Linked DNA regions of Hordeum vulgare: all the other regions are linked to region 3. The links are chromatin contacts, called in public Hi-C maps. All regions are on one chromosome and are shown on one strand. The core of a region is the stretch at or near the end of the contact, and the rest is flanking DNA. Distances in the headings are between cores, read along the strand shown.

Region 1 (2,700 bases), core at 33-2,532, 400 kb after region 3:
CAAATATGTTCACGATTTTTAAAATTCGTTCTTCAATTTCAAAAAATGATTTCGCTTCAAATACAAACAGAAAAGTAGAAAATAAAAATAAACAAACAAAAAAAGGAAATTAAACAGAAAAGGAAAACATAAAATAAAAAAAGAAACAAAACTGGGGAGCCAATCGGGACGCCCGTTCTGTGCGGCAGAGGTCCCTACCGCGGAAAACCTATTTGCCGCATGGTGCAGCAAATTGCTGCGGCGTTGCACAAGTAGAACGCGAGCGAAGACGATCTAGGCCGGCCTATTTTTAACAGTTGCGGGATTACTGGTTTCTGGAAACTTCTAGACTTTTTAAGCTGGTTTTTTTCGATTTTGCGAACTTTCTAGAAGATTCCCTGAACCAGTTTTTTCTTTTTTCTTTTCTGTTTCGGTTTGAAAAATATTCTTGATTTTGAAAAAATGTTCCAGAATTTGAAAAATGCTCAAAAATTTGAAAAAATGTTCCAAAATTTGAAAAAATGTCCCAAAATTTGAACAAATGTTCCGGACTTTGAAAAAATGACTTGAAATTTAGAAAATGTTCCCAAATTTGAAACAATGTTCTGGAATTTGATACAATTGTTCCAGAATTTGAAAAAATGTTCCGGAATTCGCAAAAATGGCGTGAAATTTGAAAAAAAATGCTCCGGAATTTGGAAAAATGTTCTTAAATTTTCATCAAAATGTTTCATATTTTTCAAACAATTGTTCCGGTATTTGAAAAAATGTTCTGGAATTTGAAAAATATTCCGGAATTGGAAAAAATGATCCGGAATTTGAGAAAATGTCTCCAGAATTTGAAAAAATGTTACGCCATTTGAAAAATGTTCTTCATTTTCTAAATTTTTTTGCCTTTTGAAAAAATGTTAGTGTTTCAAAAAGTGTACATATGTTGAAAAAATGTTCTCGATTTAAAAAATATTTACAAATTTCAGAAAATGATCTTTTCTAAAAATAATTGTTCTAAGTTTTTTAAATGCTCCTGTTTTCAAAAATATTTGTGTTCTTATAAATTCTTGCGAAAGTTAAAAATATTTATATTTATAAACTTTATTTATAAATACAAATGCTCTTAAAGTTTCATAAATTAAAAAAACTAAAATGTAACCTTTAAAAAAAGTGAAACACAGAAAAAAATAAGGAAGAAGAGAAAAAACAAATAAAATGGAAAATAAATAAAAAGAAGGAAAAAACGAAGGCGGTTAACTGGCCGACCTAGTCGCTTTGCTAGCAACGGCGGCCCAGTTGCTTCGTCCCTCCTGTGCGAAGCCATCGCTATTGGATGCAAAATGCGTCGAGTAGGAGGTACCGGGAGCTCCTATTGCGCGCCTTCAGTGGCCGGGAACGCAACCGGCGCCGACAGCTGCGTCTAGTTGGGCCGGCCCGAGAATAAGCGCCGCCACATATGAAAATCAATTGTGTAATTTATAAAAGAGTTCATAAAACTACAAAAAAGTTTATAATTTCTAAAAAATAAGTTCATCGATTTTGGAAAAATCTTCATTCATTTTTAAAAATAGTTCACAATAAAAACAGTTCAGTAATTTTAGGAAAAGTTCATCGATCATGGAAAAAATTTATCGAATCCGAAAAAAGTTCATCGATGTTGGAAAAAAGATCATCGATCCAAAAAAAGTTCATCAAATTAAAAAAAAAAATCATCTATGATGGAAAAAAGATCATTGATCCGAAAAAAGTTCATCAAATTTTAAAAAATATATAAATTTTGAAAAAAGTTACCGTATTTGAAAAACAGCTCAGTGATTTTGAAAAACATTCATCAAATTTTCAAAAAGTAATGTATTTTGAAAAAAAATCATCAAATTTGAAAAAATGGTCAGTGATTTTCAAAAACGTTCATAGAATTTTAAAAATATTAACGGATTTTGAAAATCGTTTATCATTTTTTTTAAAGTTCACTGATTTTGAAAAACATTCGTCAAATTTAAAAATACTTAACTGCTTTTAAAAAGATCATGGAATTTAGAAAAAGTTCATAAATTTTTTCAAAAGGTTTATTAAAAATTTTAAAAGTTCATCCAGTTTGAAAAAGAAAATTACCGATTTTAAATAAAAAATCATTTTTTCTAAAAAAACATCTATTTTGAAAAAAAAAATCATTAGTTTTTTTTAAAACCAGTTCATTCAATTTAGAAAAAAAAACATCCGAGAAAGAAATTAAAATGAAAAATAGGGGCAAAGATATAACAAGAAAAGGTTGGAAAGATGAAACTGAACAAGTGAGGTGAACGGAGCCGGTCGGTTTTGTGTAGCGAGCGCATTGTGCCCTCGGTGAAGAGGTCACAAGTTTGAATTGTAGAGCTTGCACATTTTTTGGATCTTAGAAAACAGAAGAAAGAAGATAGAATGGGCCGAGCCCAACTAACCCTACTGCACGCCACCGGTTAACAGAAACGGGAAGAAACCGGCGCCTCGAGCGCTGAATAGGAAATGCCGGAGACCCCCTGCCGCAGTGAGCGACAGGTAGGAGCTCCCCAACCCCTCCCCCTTAAATCTGAGAATGGTTGGGTACCTGAACTGTACCTCAACCGAACCCACATGAGCTAGATTCAAACCTAAACCTAAACCAAACCCATATGAGCTAGCTTGACACCCAACCAAAACCAAACCTGCTATTTTTCTTACCCAAATTGAACTAAACCAATCATTTAACTATGG
Region 2 (2,700 bases), core at 1-2,500, 260 kb after region 3:
GAGGTGTTGACGAGGACGGCGACGTGAAGGGTGCGAAAGGCGAGGTTGCCGTCTGGAGCTTCTGCGCGAAAGGGCGGAGGAGGTACGGCGGCAGCGAGGAGGCTGGATCGCCGGCTGCACCCGCGGCGGAGCGGAGGGCGGAGGACGAGAAGATGTGGTCGAAGCGGGAGTTGAAAGACGCACCGGGGCCTCCTGCGCCGGCAGCGAAGGGCGGATTAGGGATGCCGGTGAACTCCTGCACCATGGCGCGGAAGTTGGAGGTGTCGGTGGTGAGCACCGTGGTGGGTGCACGCCGCGACGCGCGCGCCCGCTTCCGCGACCCCCTGGGCGGCGCCGCCGCAGCCGCAGCAGACGGATCAGGCGCCTGATGCGCGCTCGCGCCCATGCCGGCGTCGGGCGGCGCGACACGCGTCGACGAGGAGGCCGGCCCCGCCATGAACTGCGCCGACCAGGACGCCTGCTGCTGCTGGTGGTGGTGCTGCTGGTGCTGGAGCTGCTGCTGTTGCTGCTGTGGCGAGGCGGAGGTGAAATCCTGCAGGCCGTAGAGCGATCCGTGCATCGAGAAGGCCCCGGCCGACGAGGGCGAGGGCGTGGGGCGGAGCAGCGCGGAGAGCGGCGAGGAGTCGACGCCGCCTCCCCGCGAGTCGAAGTCGTCGTCGCCGCCGCTGGACGACTGGAGGCTGCCGCTGTTGCCGGAGTCCATGGCGGCCGACAGGAGCAGTCCTTCTCCCTCCCTCCCGCACGCGCTGCCGCTGGTGCAACCCTCCAAGAAAGCGAGGCCAACTACCACCACCAAACCGCTCACTGACCACAAGTGGCTAAAAAGAGCGGATCTTCCATTCCGCAAGCGCCCAGCCCTGACTGCGCGCGTGATCCAGCCGGAAGATCGAAGGTGGAGGGAGGAGAGAAGAGAAGAGAAGCTTTGGTGTGAACTGGCGGCGTGGTATAAAAGGGGGCGGGGGCGGGGGAGCGGGCTGCTGGTGCTGATTCGGCGCACGTTCCACCCACCCCCGACGCGAGGAAGGAGGAAGGGGACGGAGGTTTGTTGCTGTGTGTGTGTGGGAATGCGACTCGGCTGGCTCTGCGCGTCTGTGCGGTGTTGGTTTGGTGAACTACATTGTTCCGCGTCCATAATTAGTCACCGGGAAAAAGGAAAACCTGCGTGCGCCGCAGCTGACGCACGCTCGACACTTGCCCGCAGCGAGCGATCTAGAGGTTTTGTCTCCACGAAACTAATACTCTCTTCATAACTAGGGCCTCTCAAAAGGTAAGAATAACAAAAACCATAAGAATAGAGTTTCTGGCGGAGCTCCTGCGTAGATTTATGTCGTCTCCTTGGTGTGACGAGGTTAATGTTTCTTGTCGTGTGATGAGATCTGGTGTCATATGCTTTATATCTGTTCAAAGACTCAAAGACGATGAATGTCGGTGTTAAAACCGGCTAATTTCGAGTAAGGGGTCCGAATTGCGAATCTATGGTTGAGGGATAACAAGAGACAATGAAGAGGTGTTTTACGCAAGTTCGGACCCTCTTGATTGAGATAAAACCATATGTCCTACTCTTGTTGTTATTGATGGAATAGTAGAGAGTACATAGTTGATCTACTCCGAGATCGGATGTTGTGGTCTAAACCCTAACCGTGATGAGCTTGATCTCTCCTATGAACTCGAGCCCCATGGCTTATGTAGATACCTGTAGGGGATCGTAGTAATAATTCAAAAAATCTCCTACGTCACACCAAGATCAAACTAGGAGAAACCAGCAACCAGAGAGGTAGAACATCTTCATACCATTGAAGATCGCAAAGCGGAAGCGTTACTATGAACGCGGTTGATGAAGTCGTACTCGCGGCGATCCAATCCAAACACCGAACATTCGGTGTCTCCGCCTTCAACACACCTGCAGCCCGGTGACGTCTCCTCCTTGATCCAGCAAGGAGGGAGGAGAAGTTCAGGGAGAATCCCGGCAGCACGACGGCGTGGTGGCGATGGAGTTTGTGACTCTCCGGCAGGGCTTCACCAAGCACCACGGAGGAGGAGAGGTGGAGAGGTAGCACTGCGCCGAGGGAGAGAGAGACGGGGTGTGTGCAACCCTCCCAATACCTCCACTATATATAGGAGGGACGGTGAGGGAGTGCGGCCACCCTAGGGAAACCCTAGGTGGTGCGGCAGCCCTAGGGTTTGGCCCCTGTGCACCTTGGGCCTCCTCCCTTGCTCACACCAGCCCACCAGGGGTTGGTTCCCTCCCCCTTTCAACCCATGTAGCCCTCCGGGATAGGTGGACCCTCCCGATGGACCTCCGGTACCCTTTCGATGGTCCCGGTACAACATCGATAAATCCCAAAACCTTTCCGGTGGCCGAAAACGGACTTCCCATATATAAGTCTTTACCTCTGGACCATTCCGGAACTCCTCCTGACGTCCGGGATCTCATCTGGGACTCCTAACAACCTTAGGTAACCACATATACAATTCCCATAACAACTCTAGCGTCAACGAACCTTAAGTGTGTAGACCCTACGTGTTCGGGAACCATGTAGACATGACCGAGACATTTCTTCGGCCAATAACCAACAACGGGGTCTGGATACCCATGTTGGCTCCCACATGTTCCATGATGATCTCATCGGATAAACCACGATGTCGGAGATACAATTAATCCCGTATGCAATTCCCTTTGTCTACCGGTATGATACTTGC
Region 3 (2,700 bases), core at 180-2,679:
ATGTCGCTCACTACGAGATGTAAGACCATCTCCCTCTGCACTCGGATGAACATTTTTTCCTTTCATGTTTTTTCTTCTCTTTTCCATGTTTTAATTCATGAACATTAAAGAAATATTGATTTTTTTAAATTCATGAACATTTATGAAATTTATGAATATGTTTCAAGCTCACGAACATTTTTAAAGTCTATGAATATTTTTAAATTTGCGAATCTTTCCTAAATTCAAGACCATTGTTTGTGATCCAAGAATATTTTTTAAATTCATGCCCTCTCCCCTCAAAAGACTAAACGCAATCCCGGATCCGCTAACACCAGCGTTTTCGACCCACATGCGTTAACAGGCCCAACCGGAGAACAACACCGACTTATGACAGGCCTTGGGCCCTCTCCCTTCAAAAAACTAGCGTGTTAGGAGGGGGGCACCCTCACCCATATAAGTCGTGTTATGTCTTCTCCCACAACCGACGTGGAACTAAACCCAACAGAAGGCAAGCTGAGCGAGCAAGAGTTTCATTAGCCGGCCCATATATGAGCGTTATAGCAACAATTTCATTGTTTTAGCGTGGCACATAAGTTTTCAAGGGGCTCCCACAACCAACTCTGACACACTAGTATTGGCGTGTTGTTTGTTTAGCGTTCAACCGGTGACATCGGAGATTGGACAATCACAGAATATATGTTGAATGGTTCCTCCCGATGAAAACAAAAGTTGCATCCCGTCTCTCCCGCCACTCATGTTTAGTCAAATGTTTTTATTCATCTAGTGGAGTTTTTTCTTTTCATCGGCCTTTTCACTCTCAGTGTTTCTTCGGTTAATCTCCACCACAAGGGGATTGGAGGGGTTTGAGGTGGATTTTGACTTGCTCGGGATTTAATCCCTTTCAATCTTTTTCAAACCCCTTGAAATCCTATGAAACCGAACAAGGCCTCAGGGGTTTAGCTTGTGTTTCATTGCAAGAACCAAGCCGATATCCATCGTGTTGTTTGGTTGTGGAGAATATAAAACCTTTCCAGATTTTGTTTGACCGAGGGAAGAGAATGGAATATGGAATATGACCGGAAAATCTTTCCATTTATCATCTCGTGGCACAGCGGCCGATCGCACGTCTGGGAGCCCTTCGCGCGCTGTGGCCGACGCGCGGACGTTCGCGCTCGATGATCTGCGAACCTGATTTGGTTCCCCCCAACCAAGCGCTACTAGTCTACTTACCTTAACACAAGTGGAGCACTGGAGCGTGCATGCATGCATGCATGCACAGGTCACCATTTTGCCTCCCGGGGAAGAGCACGGCGACAACTAGTACCACTACTCCAACCGGAAGTCGATCCAATTTTTAATGTCGTTAAGCTTTCAACGATAACCAGTCTCACTGTACACGAAAATGACCTACACTGACACGGACCTGCCACGATGGCGCGCACAGTTTGGTTGTTGACGAGCTACACGCCTACGGCCACCTACCCACGGCCACGAAGCACAGATCGGTTCCTCTCTTGCTGGTGGCAGCGTCGCATTCACGAGAACGCATGACCTCACCGCGTAGGCGCGTACGTACCATCTTCCTGCTACAATGATATTGATGCATGCGTCGCGAAGGATCATCTGCGTATAGCGCGAGAAAGCTACGGTCTGCAAGCTCGCAATCGCAAACTCCGTGTGAGGAAGCGTGATTTGCGCACGGCCGAATCTGCAGAGGGCGTACGAACAAGGAGGGAGAGAGCGACTCCGCTGCATTCTTCTTGCGGGGGGAGATTCTGCTGCATTCGGCATGGAGACAGCAACAGAAGCTCGTATACGCTTTTTTCTTTATATAAGGAGGATCAGATCAGACACGTGGTGAGAGCATCTACATCATTCGGCCACTTATACGTTCATGGATGTGTCGGGACACATCCGTCGAGGTAGACAACCCACCTCTCATGTATCAAGCCTTGTAGTTACATCTATCTTCACAAACATCACTCACTGAGGATAGATGCCATTGGTAATATAGTATCCCATATCGTATTCAAGATCATTGATAGTGTCATTGCATGGCGACATTTTTTATTACAAAGCCTATTAAACACGGGAGATCGTTGAAGCATGTTGATGTTAATATAAAAACTCAACATTTAAAAAAAAGCATGCAAAATCTACAAGTCATGTGATGTCATTGCTTCCGGTATGATGGTGACCTCTTTGGTGTGACCTTGATATACATACCCAATAAGCCTTTTGGATAGTTTTTTCATTGTTAATGGATGCAATCGATTGATCCGAGTATTTCTCGAGACCGCATGGTCTCTCCAATAACCAACAACTACTTTGTGTCCTGCACATTTGTTTTTCCCGAATACTCTGCTCCACACACCCGCATCATGACTCGGGCAAACCCGATAGTAGTCTTTGGACATGTGCTCTCCCACATTCAAACCATCTCAGCAACAACATCTATGGCAGTACCAAGTGCAAGCATTCTCAGTGCAGGCGTGCATTCCTGCTTAGCAGAGAAATAAAGTTGACCGCAACAGTCCCTTGTGAGTTTGAAGTAGTCATCGTGTGCATCCACTCCCTTCACAATGCGCAAAAGCAATGATCTGCGCATACGAAAACGACAACGAAACCATGGATCATCCGAAAAAGTTGGGTTCGGAGTAAAGTAGTCCTTGTGCAGTAGTGCTAATTGTGATGGCATTGTGATTTTTCTCGAAGAGG

The links. A called contact is a pair of places that touch in the nucleus more often than the background predicts.
Region 1: a contact with region 3 is called in a Hi-C map of seedling, with 5 times the contacts expected there. The contact joins two enhancer-like sites. A contact is called at or near these places in 4 of 6 Hi-C or Micro-C datasets (leaf and seedling).
Region 2: a Hi-C map of seedling shows a contact between it and region 3, with 3 times the contacts expected there. The contact joins the promoter of LOC123398676 here to the enhancer-like site in region 3. A contact is called at or near these places in 6 of 6 Hi-C or Micro-C datasets (leaf, seedling and an unstated tissue) and 1 of 1 datasets of contacts at active chromatin or transcription factors (embryo).

The regions. Positions count from the first base shown.
Region 1 is chr5H:407,492,154-407,494,853 of MorexV3_pseudomolecules_assembly, forward strand. No RefSeq gene overlaps it. Among protein-coding and RNA genes, the nearest start is that of LOC123396703, 78 kb to the right of the region's middle. Within about 2 kb of position 1,283, at least 3 of the 3 cell types and tissues checked have open chromatin away from gene starts, as enhancers often do. A contact at or near this core is called in leaf and seedling, where this site is marked.
Region 2 is chr5H:407,347,085-407,349,784 of MorexV3_pseudomolecules_assembly, forward strand. It overlaps LOC123398676 (nuclear pore complex protein NUP62-like), which reads right to left and starts at 1,251. Exons shown (of 1, transcript XM_045093123.1): 1 at 1-1,251. The coding sequence starts at 1,132.
Region 3 is chr5H:407,087,837-407,090,536 of MorexV3_pseudomolecules_assembly, forward strand. No RefSeq gene overlaps it. Among protein-coding and RNA genes, the nearest start is that of LOC123395320, 17 kb to the left of the region's middle. Within about 2 kb of position 1,430, at least 2 of the 3 cell types and tissues checked have open chromatin away from gene starts, as enhancers often do. A contact at or near this core is called in leaf and seedling, where this site is marked.